Linked DNA regions of Mus musculus: all the other regions are linked to region 2. A link is a contact called in public Micro-C and promoter capture Hi-C data. All regions are on one chromosome and are shown on one strand. The core of a region is the stretch at or near the end of the contact, and the rest is flanking DNA. Distances in the headings are between cores, read along the strand shown. Region 1 holds the start of Sfxn1 (sideroflexin 1). Region 2 holds the start of Gadd45g (growth arrest and DNA-damage-inducible 45 gamma). Region 3 holds the start of Simc1 (SUMO-interacting motifs containing 1).

The links. Promoter capture Hi-C pulls out the DNA fragments that hold promoters and counts their contacts. Hi-C and Micro-C count contacts between places; a contact is called where the count stands out from the background.
Region 1: a contact with region 2 is called in a Micro-C map of the G1E-ER4 cell line, with 11 times the contacts expected there. The contact joins the promoter of Sfxn1 here to the promoter of Gadd45g in region 2. A contact is called at or near these places in 2 of 39 promoter capture datasets (hippocampal neurons and liver), 4 of 484 Hi-C or Micro-C datasets (all in the G1E-ER4 cell line) and 1 of 115 datasets of contacts at active chromatin or transcription factors (astrocytes).
Region 3: a contact with region 2 is called in a promoter capture Hi-C map of embryonic stem cells, with 8 times the contacts expected there. The contact joins the promoter of Simc1 here to the promoter of Gadd45g in region 2.

The regions. Positions count from the first base shown.
Region 1 is chr13:54,070,383-54,074,486 of GRCm38.p6, reverse strand. It overlaps Sfxn1 (sideroflexin 1), which reads right to left and starts at 2,642. Exons shown (of 11, transcript NM_027324.5): 1 at 2,555-2,642.
Region 2 is chr13:51,844,962-51,849,057 of GRCm38.p6, reverse strand. Gadd45g (growth arrest and DNA-damage-inducible 45 gamma) reads right to left here and starts at 2,383. Exons shown (of 4, transcript NM_011817.2): 1 at 2,226-2,383; 2 at 1,605-1,706; 3 at 1,289-1,502; 4 at 583-1,189. The coding sequence starts at 2,278. The coding sequence ends at 1,079.
Region 3 is chr13:54,501,272-54,505,501 of GRCm38.p6, reverse strand. Simc1 (SUMO-interacting motifs containing 1) reads right to left here and starts at 1,697. Exons shown (of 10, transcript NM_176987.4): 1 at 1,498-1,697. The coding sequence starts at 1,626. LOC115486438 (a long non-coding RNA gene) reads left to right here and starts at 1,188. Exons shown (of 3, transcript NR_168901.1): 1 at 1,188-1,733.

The DNA of each region.
Region 1 (4,104 bases), core at 1,393-3,892, 2.2 Mb before region 2:
CCTGGCTAAAGACTAACAATGGAAATTATATTATAATTTCCCTTTGAGATGAGGTAGCACTAGTCTGCAAAAATGATAACACACTACCCAACAAGGAACAGAATATATCGAACATATTCAGTCCATCCAAAAGAGTCTTTTGCCATCCAAAAGAATCAACTTGGGGTTGGGAGTTTAGCTCAGTGGTAGAAGGCTTGTTTAGCAAGTACAAGGTTCTGAATTTAGTCCTCAGCTCCAGGAAAAAAAATCAACTCATAGATTACACATAATAAAGTCTATAAAATTATGTTACAAATTAATAGTGTCAACTAAACAATAAATTTGAACTTTGTACAGATAAAGGACCTGGGTGTTTTCTCCCTCCCCCACCCCTCACTAAGTGATATATAAAGTTTATACAATGATAGAGTCCTAACAATAATTTTTTTTTCCGGAGACAGGGTTTCTCTGTATAGCCCTGGAACTCACTTTGTAGACCAGGCTGGCCTCAAACTCAGAAATCTACTTCTGCCTCCCAAGTGCTAGGAAAGGTATGGACCGCCTGGCAACAATGAGTTTTTACTTTCAAATTAATAACTAGCAAAGGAAATGAAGGAACGAAACAGATTATTACAGACTAATCTAGATTTCTTACCTTGAAGTCCAAACCACCTTTTCAACAGCTACACACAGCTAAAGGCACCCTGTTTGCACAACTAAAGCTGCCATTTCTGCAGGGATACTTTGTTTCATTTTCAGGCAGCAGGAGGTCTGCGAGATGGCTAAGTGGTTAACTTGTTACTCTTTCAGAGGACCTGAATTTGCCACATCTGGCAGTTTGCCACTGTGGGTAACTCCAATTCCAGGGGGGGGGGGGGCTGATGCCCTCTTCTGGCCTCTAAAGAGCACTTGCACCCAGACATATACTACATATATACTACTACTACTACTACTACTACTACTACTACTACTACTACTACTCCTCCTCCTCCTACACACACACACACACACACACACACACACACACACACACACACACAGTTTAGATAAAAGAGAAAGTGGCCCCACTGCTTTATGAGTCCTTTTGGCCTGGCTGTCTTCACAGCTTTCTTGGCAGAAGTTAGGAGGGGAAAGGGGATGCTTCCTCTCAGCCAGCTTTTGCTGCACACCCCGGGATAGTTTCACCAAACTTTTACAGAAAACTAAGCACAACTCTCTCCATTTTGCAGACCTTTGGCTGCACCCTTGAGTACACAGATGGAGCAATTCCTTATCAGAGCTGGGTGGGAATTAACAAACTCTTCCCAAACACTGTTATTGCTGTGAATGTGACAACCTCAGTCCTGGGAGGGGGGTGGGGTGGGGGGTGGGGAGGGGTGGCCTGAGGTTCTGGGACTTCCTGCTGAACTTCCATTTGTCCTCTAAACAGCTCTCCTTCACACAGCAAGCCTGAGTCCAGCATTCTAAGACCCACAAAGTCCTCTTCTTTACCTCAGTGCTCGCCTCTCTACTCCTGCCTCTGCCTGGAACAAGGACGGAGAGAAAAATCTAGGCAGTGGTTTTCAACCTTCCTAATGCTGTAGCCTTTAATACATGGTTTAGTGATTCCTCCAACTATGAAATTATTTCGTTGCCATTCCATAAACATAATTTTGCTACTGTTATGAATCGTCATGTAAACTTCTGATATGCAACCACAGTTGAGAGCTGCTGACTAGAGGCACCCAAAGTAGGTGCAGCAGATGAGGGATCAGGAGTGTGAGAAAACTATAAAGGGAGAGTCCCGGGTAAAGGCCCAAATTCTGAAATCCAGCAGAACTACGCTTTTCCACGAGGTCTCTCAATCGTCACATCGTCACTGAGGGACAAAGTGGAAACAATATATATACTCGGATTGCCTGGCTCTTCTCCCTGGCCAGCTGTGACACTTTAGGCAAGTTATTCAAGTTTTAATGCCTCAGTTTTCAAATCTGGATTATGGATTTGGCAGCATTGGATGAATACAAAAGTCAGAGATCTAACTCCGGAGGCACAGACCTTAGTGTGGTCATTGTCATTCTGGAGGCGGTTGAACCTGAGATGATCAGCAGGAACACGATGTGGGAGCTGAGGGTGAGGGTCCCACGGTTCTACCTGGGACACTTCGGTCCCTTGAAGAGATTAAGAGCTGGAGGTCGGCCACCAAGTGATCTCCACGCGGACCTCCGGGTCCCAGCTACTAAGAGCCACCTGGTCACCTGGCAATTGCGCGCGCCCATCCTCGTGGAGACAGTCCCCTGGCAGCCATCTTGGCCGCCTGCACCCAGCATGTTTCGTCACGCGGTGGCTAGGGACGCGTGGCACGGTGCGTGATGCTCCCCTTTCACATCTGTTCCACAAGATCAGTTCCACGCTGAGGCCTCCCTAGCCCCAGTCTAGAGCTGCGGACTCACGAGGTCCCGGGCGTACGTAACCCGCCTCAGGCATACCCCAGCGCGCACAGTGGACCCTACTGGGTCCCCTGCAGCCCCCGAGATTGCGCCATCCCGCGCGCCTCCGGCTCCCCGCGCGCGCTCCGCAGCCCCCCGCCACTCACCGCCTACCCGGCCGCCACCCGCGCCGCTCGGTCCCGTTCGGCGCCGCCTCCAGCTGCCGGAAGCGCCGCGGCCCCGCGCGCCGCCCCCAGGAGCGCGGCCACGACGCGCGCTCACGACGCGCGGCCCCGCCCAGAGGTTCCTGCCTCTGCCTCGGTGTCATTCATGGCTTTGGCTGCTGAGCTCCGCAGTCTGCGCACGCCCCATGTGCCCGCGCTTCTGCTTCTGGCCACACTGAGAACTCCTAAGTTCATCTTAGCCGCAGCCCGGGTCAATGCCACTGTTTTTCAATTTGGTTTTTTTTAGAAGACCACCCATCATCATTGTTCCTCCATTCATTTGGGCTAATGCTTCTTTTTTTTTTTTTTTTTTTTTTTCCATTTTTTATTAGGTATTTTTTTTTTTTTTTTTTTTTAAAGATTTATTTATTTACTATATGTAAGTACACTGTAGCTGTCCTCAGATACTCCAGAAGAAGGCATCAGATTTCGTTACAGATGGTTGTGAGCCACCATGTGGTTGCTGGGATTTGAACTCGGGACCTTCGAAAGAGCAGTCGGCGCTCTTAACCACTGAGCCATCTCGCCAGCCCCTAATGCTTCTTAAAATGGGGGAGCTTGGCACAGCCAGCCCTCTAAGAAAAACTAGACAATACAAGTGCCACCTTCAAAAGAGTCACTGGCTGCTGGACAGAGATGGGACCATAGGGGAGGTGCAGACCAGAGGTCATGAGCTTAGTCAGGTTGGACCTGGTTAGACCAGGTTGGACGATGAGGAGAGAAGCATAGAATCTCGGACGCATTCTGAAGGCCAGCACAATACAACAAATAACGAATTGCATTCTCTGCACAGGTAGATAAATCCCCTCCCCCTTTTTTTAAAGACAGAAATTCTACCCCAAATAACCTCTACAAGCAATGAGATTCCGAACTGAATTTGGATTCTGTGTGTGTGCGCTCACACACACGCGCGCCCATTGAGTGTGTCTGTCTGTATCCCAATAAGGTGACTGTAAAACGTATATGAGAAAACAAAGAGCCCAAAACAGCTAAAACACTTTGAAGGAGTAGATTGTCCTACAGTTACAAACACAGAAGAATGGTAAAAAAGAAAGGATGTGTTTGTACCAGAATCAATGAGGAGCTCCATCCAGCCAATCAGACATCCAGGACAGGCTGAAAAAAAAGGTCACCAGAGGGGAACATGGGGGGTGGGAGTGGGGATCAGGCTTCTACCTTTAGGGGCTTCTACTGTGGGAGACTGGCCCAGAAGGCCCTACTAACATTGTAAAGAAAAGCAGTGCTCCTTCTGAGTGTGGATGATGTGACCAAGGCCACACTGATCAAATTAAATACCCATAGGTCTAAAAGAGCTGTTGCCTTGGAGCCTTCTGATCCACTGCTTCAAGCTCCAGCTGCCTTGACTTCCACTGGGTGATGGACTGTGCTTTCCAACTGTGACCTAAGATAAACTCCTCCTTCCCTTGGGTGGCTTTTGTTGGGATGTTTTATCACAGCAACAGAAAAAGAAACCAAGACAGTCCCCACATTAA
Region 2 (4,096 bases), core at 1,134-3,633:
CTTCCATCACGGCTGTGACAAAATGATGATTCATACTGAGAACGCAACTCGCTGGTGTCATATTTGATATTAATACTTTAGTAGCGTAGCTTTGTCAGAGCAATTAAAAGGAGAAAGTTCCTGAAAGCTAGAGCAACCCGCCCCCATCCCCAGCCACCGCACCAAGGGCAGAGCTGCAGAGGCAAGCTCATTGTATTGGAAGGCACAGGGCCTCCCGCAAGCTGTTCAGATAAGCAGCTGTCGAGGCAAAGGTGGGGGGAGGGGGCGGAGCGGGGGAGGGGAGGTACTGGAGGCAGAAGTCACTGTTATCGAATTGGATTGCAAGCCTGGAGCTCCTGCACCCGGATGCCTTATCAAGTATGCTCCTGTCTTGCAAGTTTGAAATCTTCCTGAAAGGCTCAAACAGTACTCTGGCCCAAGTTCTCCCGTTTACTACTCGCCTGCACCCCCTCCCCCACCGCCAGCCCCAGGAGGCTGCAGTTTCTTGCCCCAACAGAAAGGTGGTCCCAGGTGCCGTGAAACATCCTTTACCGCCGCCCCCTCCCCATTAGAATCCCCTACCCTCAATAAAAAGGCATTAAGTTTGTTTCAATAAGTTTATTGTGATATTCAAAGCTTCCACGATAGCGTCCTTTAGAAAATGAAAGCATTGCCCGGGATCCGTTTTTTGAAAGAGCAGTGCAGTCGGCTAAGTCCAGCTCGCTCCTGCAGTGGCCGCTCCTGCCGCTGTACCAAGTCCAGGCGGTCGCCTGCCTTTCTTTCCCCTCCTTTCACTGGAAGGCTGCTTGCTGAGTCACACCTGCCTCGCTGGTCGGTTCTTCCCGGCCCTGGGGCCAACGTCCTCGCCTAGGCCTTCCTGTGCTAGCAGCCTCTCCGGACACTGGCAGAGTCCTGGGCTCGGAACAAGGTGTCCCCGCTGCCGCCAGACCCCCTTCTTGGGAGGCCGCGCTCCTCGCTCTCCAGGCAACATCGCCTGCCAGTCTCCACGCGCACTCGAGCGCCCTCGGAGGGCCACTCCAGAGCCAGCAGCGCGCTAGAGTGTCACCAAGTCGATCAGACCAAGGTCCCTGCCAGGCTGTCACTCGGGAAGGGTGATGCTGGGCACCCAGTCGTTGAAGCTGCGGCTCTCCTCGCAGAACAAACTGAGCTTCTCCAAGGCAGGGTCCTTCCATGTGTCCTCATTAGGATTCTGAATTTAAAAAAAAAAAAAATACATGGGTCAGCCATGCTTGTCGTTGGCCAGGATGGTTTGGGGGACTGGCGTAGGGAAACAGTGGGGGACACTCACCGAAATGAGGATGCAATGCAGGTCTCCCGGCGCGCCCCCCTCTTCGTCGGCGCCCACGATCGCCGCCAGCCTCTGCACGTCTCCCACGCGCACGATATCAATGTCGTTCTCACAGCAGAACGCCTGAATCAACGTGAAATGGATCTGCAGCGCTATGTCGCCCTCATCTTCTTCATCGGCAGCCAGCACGCAAAAGGTCACATTGTCAGGGTCCCTGCAGAGCAGATGGGAAGGACAAGGTCAGAGTCGATGCCACCCCCAGGTCTCCGCGCCGCGCCAACCCCAATCCCTGCACGCGGGGCCTTTCTACACTCACACATTCAGGACTTTGGCGGACTCGTAGACGCCAGCGGTCAGACAGCCCTGGCGCTGCGCCGACAGCAGAAGTTCGTGCAGTGCTTTCCCGGCGCCCTGCATCCTGTGAAAGAACAAGCGCCGTGAGTGGGGACCAGCACGGGGACGCGACGGAGAGATCCCTGCCCTGACCTCCAAGTCCCAGCTGGCCCCTTAGCCTAGACCTGCCTGGCGCCAGCATTCCTGCCTCCCAACTCCAACCTGGCGCCCACACACCAGGATCCCCAGTCCCGACCTGGCGCCCACACACCCGGATCCCCAGTCCCGACCTGACGCCCACACCTCTGGCACCCTAGTCATGATCTGGCGCCCTCATTCCCCATCACCCAGTCTCGACCTGGCGCCTGCACTCCCAGTTCCCTACTTCTGATCTGGCGCCCGTATATCAGGCTCCCCAACTACGATCAGGTGCTGGCACCCCAAACTCTAGCTCTAGACACGAATCGAATGCAGTAATTCTGGTCCCGCGCCTCGGCACCTCACAGCCAGACAGTGCACGGCTCCCACCCTGCAAACTTCTATCCTAGAGGACCCTGTAAGACCACTACCAGACAAGGCCAACTCTCGGCACCCCAAAACCCACCTGGCTGTGCTTTCCGGAACTGTATCCTGGCCACGGACTTCTTCCAGAGTCATTGTGCGATCCACGAACAGCAAGTTATCCAAAAGAGTGCGGAGGGAACCCGAGCGCAGGTAAAGATTCCCAGAGTCCGATGCGCGCCCACCACCAGCGAGTGCGCCAGGCTGGGCCGGGAGAGCCCTTTTATAGACAGGCTCGGCGCGCCGCCGCCAGCTGGCGGGAGGCTGCACTCCCATTGGCCAGCGCCCGCTTTCTGATGCAAATGAGGCGGCAGGCCTGCGGCTCGTGCCAGAAGGCCACGTGGGGAGGGGTGCGGGGGATGACACAGCCTCAAATCTGCCGCTTTTGTCAGGGTGTTACCAGGCAGACTGGAGCCTGCAGATTTCATCTCGCCTTTCTTTTTTTGTAAGTCCTTAAAAGGAAAAAGTTTAAAAAAAAAGTACGTTGTTTGCTGATACGATACTGGAATTTGTAGAATGCACACTTGGAGAATGTAAAAGCCCCCTCTTTTTTTTTTTTTTTTTGCTCTTTTTTTTTTTTTTTTTTTTGCGACCTTTCTAATTTTTCCTCAATTTTCAGTTTGAAGTTTATAGGGTTGTTACATCGAAACCGAAACTTAAAGTCAAAGGTTTGCAACTGCAGCTGACATTAGGCCTAGGCTGCCACTAGGGACTCAGGACTCTGCGCCTTTCGGGGTCGCGGCTGCAAGGTCTAAGCCCTCCCATCCCCCACCCCTACCCCTAGCAGATCGCTGTGGGACGCGGGCAGCAGGGACCAGCAGATTGCTGCCGGCACACGCGGCTCGTTTGCATTTCTATACGGGGCACACAAAAGAGGAGGTCTGGCGTGTGGCAGTTCGCGGTGGGGACAATCGACGCTTTCTCTTTCATAGCAACACTGTCCACCTGCCGCCGGTGGGGTGGGCCGAGCCCCGTCGGGAGCCGGGGTCGCGGGGTTGCCCGGCGCGTGGGGGTCGGAGCAGCGTGCCGCTCCCCCGCCACTGGGTGCGCACCTCTTAGGCTTATTCTGACTGCTGGGATTCTGATGCACGCGTGCTAAGCTCGAGAGTGAGCTGTACACCAAGGCTACTGTGCCCCAAACCCCAGAGGTTCCGGGGTTCAGACTCCGGGAACTCGGCTGTTCCACATTGTTTTTCCCAGGGCGCCGCCTACCGGCCGACCTAGAAAAATCCAGATCCTCTCATCCACCCACCAAATATTGCCTCGCGTTGACCTCTCAGGGGGGTTTGAGCTGGGACACCCCAAGCACCGAGAACCCTGTGCTATTATGCGCATCATTTAGAATCAGGGTAACGCCTGCACCGGGCGCCCGGGCCTGGAGACCGAAAGGAGCCTGCCACCCAGGACCAAGAATCCGTTTGTCTTATGAGAATTTGAAATATTTCAACTACTTAAAAATGTTTCTTCAAGAGGTTCTTTTCTGATAACGTAATAAAATTAGAAGTGATCTTGAGAGCTTTCTGAACTTATCGTTTGTCCCGTGGGACCTGCACATCAGGCTTCCAGACTGCTCGCCCGCAGAACACGACACTGTGGGCGTCTGCGTCTCTCTGTGCTAACACAGAAAAGTGTGCTAGGGGACTTCTGGAGATTCTTGAGTGAAGCCTGGGAGACTGGATAGGGCAAAGGGCGTTCATGAAGCTTGCCAGACTGAGGCAAAACTCACACACACCCACACACCCACCCACACACACACACACACACAGACACACACACACACAGACACAGAGAGAGAGAGAGAGAGAGAGAGAGAGAGAGAGAGAAGAGAGAGAGAGAGAGAGAGAGAGAGAGAGAGAGAGAGAGAGAGTGGATTTTCTCCTTTCTACTGGAGCGTTCTCCAGGTGGGTGGTGAAT
Region 3 (4,230 bases), core at 448-2,947, 2.7 Mb before region 2:
CTTTTGATCCCAATATCTGGGAGGCAGAGGCAGGCAGATTTCTGAGTTCAAGGCCAGCCTGGTCTACAGAATGAGTTCCAGGACAGCCGGAGCTACACAGAGAAACCCTGTCTTGAAAAAAAGAAGAAAGATAAACTAGCTATAAAGGTATATTTACAAGCTAGATAATACAAAAATGCAAAAATTATGTTCCTCTCTTAAAGAGAGAGAACACATATTGTCCCAGCTAGTTTTACATCAACTTGTAACAAGCTACAGTGATCTGAGGGAAAGGGACCTCAATCGAAAATGTATAGCCTAAGATCCAGCTGTAAACAAGTCTGTAGGGCATTTCCTCAACTAGTGATTGCAGTGGGAAGACCCAGCCTATTGTGGGTGGAGCCACCCCGGGCTAGTGGTCCTGGTTTCTGTGAGAAAGCAGGTTAAGCAAGCCAGAGGTGGCAAGCCGGTAAAGAAAGCATCGCTTCACCATACGGCCTCTGCACAACCTCTACTTCCAAATTCCTGCCCTGCTTGAATTCTTGTCCTGACTTCTTTAGTATGAACAGCGAAGTGTAAACTAAACCAATTTCTCTCCAAGTTGCTTTGGGTCATGGTGTTTCATCACAGCAACAGTAATCCTAAGACACCTACCTTTGGGTGTAGGAAGACTTCCCAAAGGCAACTTAGAATGAATGAGCACTCAAAATGTGATTTACACGCTTATAGAGTAGCTGACATTGATTTAGGACACATATTAGGAAGAACAGAGAAGGATCCCTTGATTTTTGAAGCCACAGCATGTAGATCATGGTAGGGGTCAGGTCACTAAATTTCTGTGGAGAGTTCTAGAAAGCCAGAGACCACAGATATTTTTATTCCATCACTTCAGGAGCAGGGACAAAGATAAAGAACCGAAGGAAAAACAAAGGTGGGAGTGCCCCGCCCCCTGGCTTTGTATGTGATTCGCATCTGCAAAGCAAAATTAACTGTCCTTCTCCACAACTCAAAAATCGGGGCCCTAGCTCAAGAACTAGGCCCTGCAGCGCAGCCGCCACCATGCCAAGGGCGGCGCTTCCCTCGCTCGCAGCCGGGGCTCCTGTTACCTCCTTGCACACATCTGTGCCCATCATAAGCCAAACAATTACGCGCTCCCGCGCGCCCGCCTCGAGGTCCGGGTGGCGGCTGCGGCCTGGCCAGGACCCCCCACTCCTCCCGCTGCCAAAGCTCTGGAGCCAGCTCGGGCCGGAGGCCACCGCCGGCCACCGCTTGGCAGCTCGCACTGGTGCTCAGTGTGTCGCCCATGTGCTCGGCCGGCTCCGCAGCACAACCCTGTAGGGCTCAGCGCTGGCCAGCCCGAGGCCTGCCTTGCCAGCGGCGCCACCGAGCTCCTCGAGGCCCGAGGCCGCCAAAGGCGGGAAGACACGGCGGCGGGGAGCCAGGGTCGCAACGCTGAGGCCCCGAGGGGGCGACGCTCGGCTCCCGTCGGGCGTGGCGAGCGGCAGTGGATTCACTCACCACGGTTCGGCGGGGCAGCGCGCCGGGGGTCCGAGACAGGGCCCGGCGCAGCCTCCGCGCCCTGCCCGAGCGGGTCCCGGCCGAGCTCTCGGAGCCACTGTCGTCGGAGATCACGATAAAGTCCTCCATGGCTACGGGCCCGGCGGAGCCACGCGCGAGCGGCGAGCGGCCCCGGCGACTCCGACTCCGGTTCCAGCTGCTGAAGCGACTGCAGCGAAGGCGTCGCAGACACCGGGGTTAGTACCCCGCCGGCCCCGCCCCCTCCATTGCCCCGCCCCCACCGCGCCCCGCCTCCAGAGGACCGGTCCCGCTCGGAGCCCCGCCTATCTCGGGGGCAGCCGCGCGCCCGGGTCAGGGCAGTGTCACAGAACCCTGGAGGAGCCAGGCTCCCTTTCCCTCAGAGAAGGAGAGAGAGGGAAGAGAGGGAAAGGGAGGGATAGAACCGAGGGGCTGGGCCGCATGGTCGGCGGGCTTGAAAAACGCTGAGGTTGAGAGGTTGTCCGCCGCCGCTCTCAACCGATCACAGTGGGCAGTGCTGGTGACGAGCCCCTGGCTGCAGGTGTGAGGACTGGAGTGAGCTGATGGAGCCTCTGATAGCGCATTTAATTGACCCGGTAGTGGAGCCTGCACCTGGCAGAAGGAGCAGTGACGCCTTCGGGTTAAAGAAGCCCTGAGGGGCTGAAAAGGGTAACCTGAACCTAGGGTTTTATTGACTGGGGCTTCTGGCTGAGATAAGGGAGAGATACCCACTCTTGTGTGTGCAGGTAAATCCGTGGGATAAATTCCCAGAAGCAGGTTTATTGGATCAAATCTATGTTTTTATTGTTATTTTGACAAATGGTACCAAATTGTCTTAAGTTGTGCCGATTTGCGGTTTCACCAACAATACGTGTCGCAGGAATTTAAACTGTCAGATGTAAGAGTTTGTTGAGTTTCTAGTTGACAGAAACCACTGAAAAGGCACATACAGAGAGCTATGAGGTCCCAGAGTGCCCGTATACTCCAATGCTGTGAGCAAGCAGAAAATATAGGGATAAAATTGTATCCCCATCAGAGGGAAATATGGGTAAGTAGTGAATTCTTTGGTTGTTTTGTTGAAGGGTAGGGACATTAAATCAAAATAGGGCCCATGGCTATTTTAAAAATGTGCAATACTGACAAAACCCTGCTGCTTATGCTCAAGTAACTTCAAAAAATAGAATAATAAAATGTCTTTAACAAAAAGGGGGGAGTTCCTAGAGGCAAAGCTGTTGTGTGCTGTCTAAGCAGCGTGTGATGCAGTGTTTTCTAATCTTTAGTGAACTTCTGAATCAGCCAGAGAGTGTATAATAAAGTTTGCAGGACTACACACCAGTGTTTCTGACTGAGAAACTGAGTTTTGGGAGTGAGCCCCAAATTGGTATTTCTCTCAGGTTTCTAGGTGATATTGACATTGCTTAGAGTCTGGTGAACACACTTGAAGGTTCACTGCTCTGAGTCAGGCATCACGGTGCTTGCCTTGAATCCTAGCTCTTGAAAGGCCAAGGTCAGCCAGGGTGAGAGAAAGGGAGAGGAAGGAGGAGGAAAAGGAGGAGGGGAGAGGGAAAGGGGAGGGAAGGGAAGGAGAGAGATCACTGGCCTGTTGGGCAAATAGCTTGACCACAGGTTTCAGATGTTTTGGTCCAGTGGGTGAATTGTTATAAAGGGATACAGTAAAGTAAGTTTCCTGTAGTGCTATCAAGCATCCATCTCAACACACACACACACAACACACACACACACACACACACACACACACACACACGGAATCTAATCTAGGACTCCATACAGGCTAAGCTATACCCCTGTCTCTTTGACTGTGGTTTTTCTAATCAGTTATCTCTAGCGTCTAACTGCCTCTTGTTCCTCCACTCAGCCCTTAAATCTTTATTTTTTTTTCTTAGTCCTTTGGTTTTTTTTTTAAGCTTTTATTAGATTTTTAAATATTATTTTATACAAATGAGTGTTTTACTTGCATGTATGTTTGTGCACCACACAGATGCCTGGTGCCTTCAGAGTTCAGAAGAGGGCATTGAATCTCCTGGATTTGAAGTTATAGGTGGATGTGAGCCACGTGGGCACTGGGCACTGAACCTAGGTCCTTTGGAAGAACAAGTTCTCTTAACCACTGAACCATTTCTTCAGCTCCCAGTCCTTATATCTCCATGCCCCTCAGCGTTTCGCCATGGGCCGTTCCACTCTTTACTTTCCCTTCATATAGTCTCAAGTACTCTGAGGCTTCTGTGACCATCTTTGATGTTCTCCCCACCCGACACGTTTATTTCCAGACCAGCCCTGTCCTGTCCAGTCCTTAAAGTTCCATTTACACATCTCCAAATGGATATTCATGTTTCTAGGCATCTATCTACAACTAAACTCACCTCTGTTCTCCCCACCAAAAACTATCTTCTTTCAAAACCAAAACTGAAACCCAGGCTGCTCTCTTTCAGTATTCTCTAGTGTACCTGAGTGGCAAGCTTATCAGCCAGCAATTATTCAAATGAGCAAGCTGCTTGGTTCCTGCTTCAAGTCTTTTACCTCCTGCCATTCACTTCCTTTGGATTCTGCTGCTGTGACTCTGGCTAAATTACTGTCACCTCAGGCCCAATCTTCTGAAATGGCATGTCTTTCCACTCCTTTTTGTTCACTAGCCAAATTGGTCTTTAGGAAAGTGTGTAAACGCAGCTGGTATCACATTCTTGACGTTCCAGCACT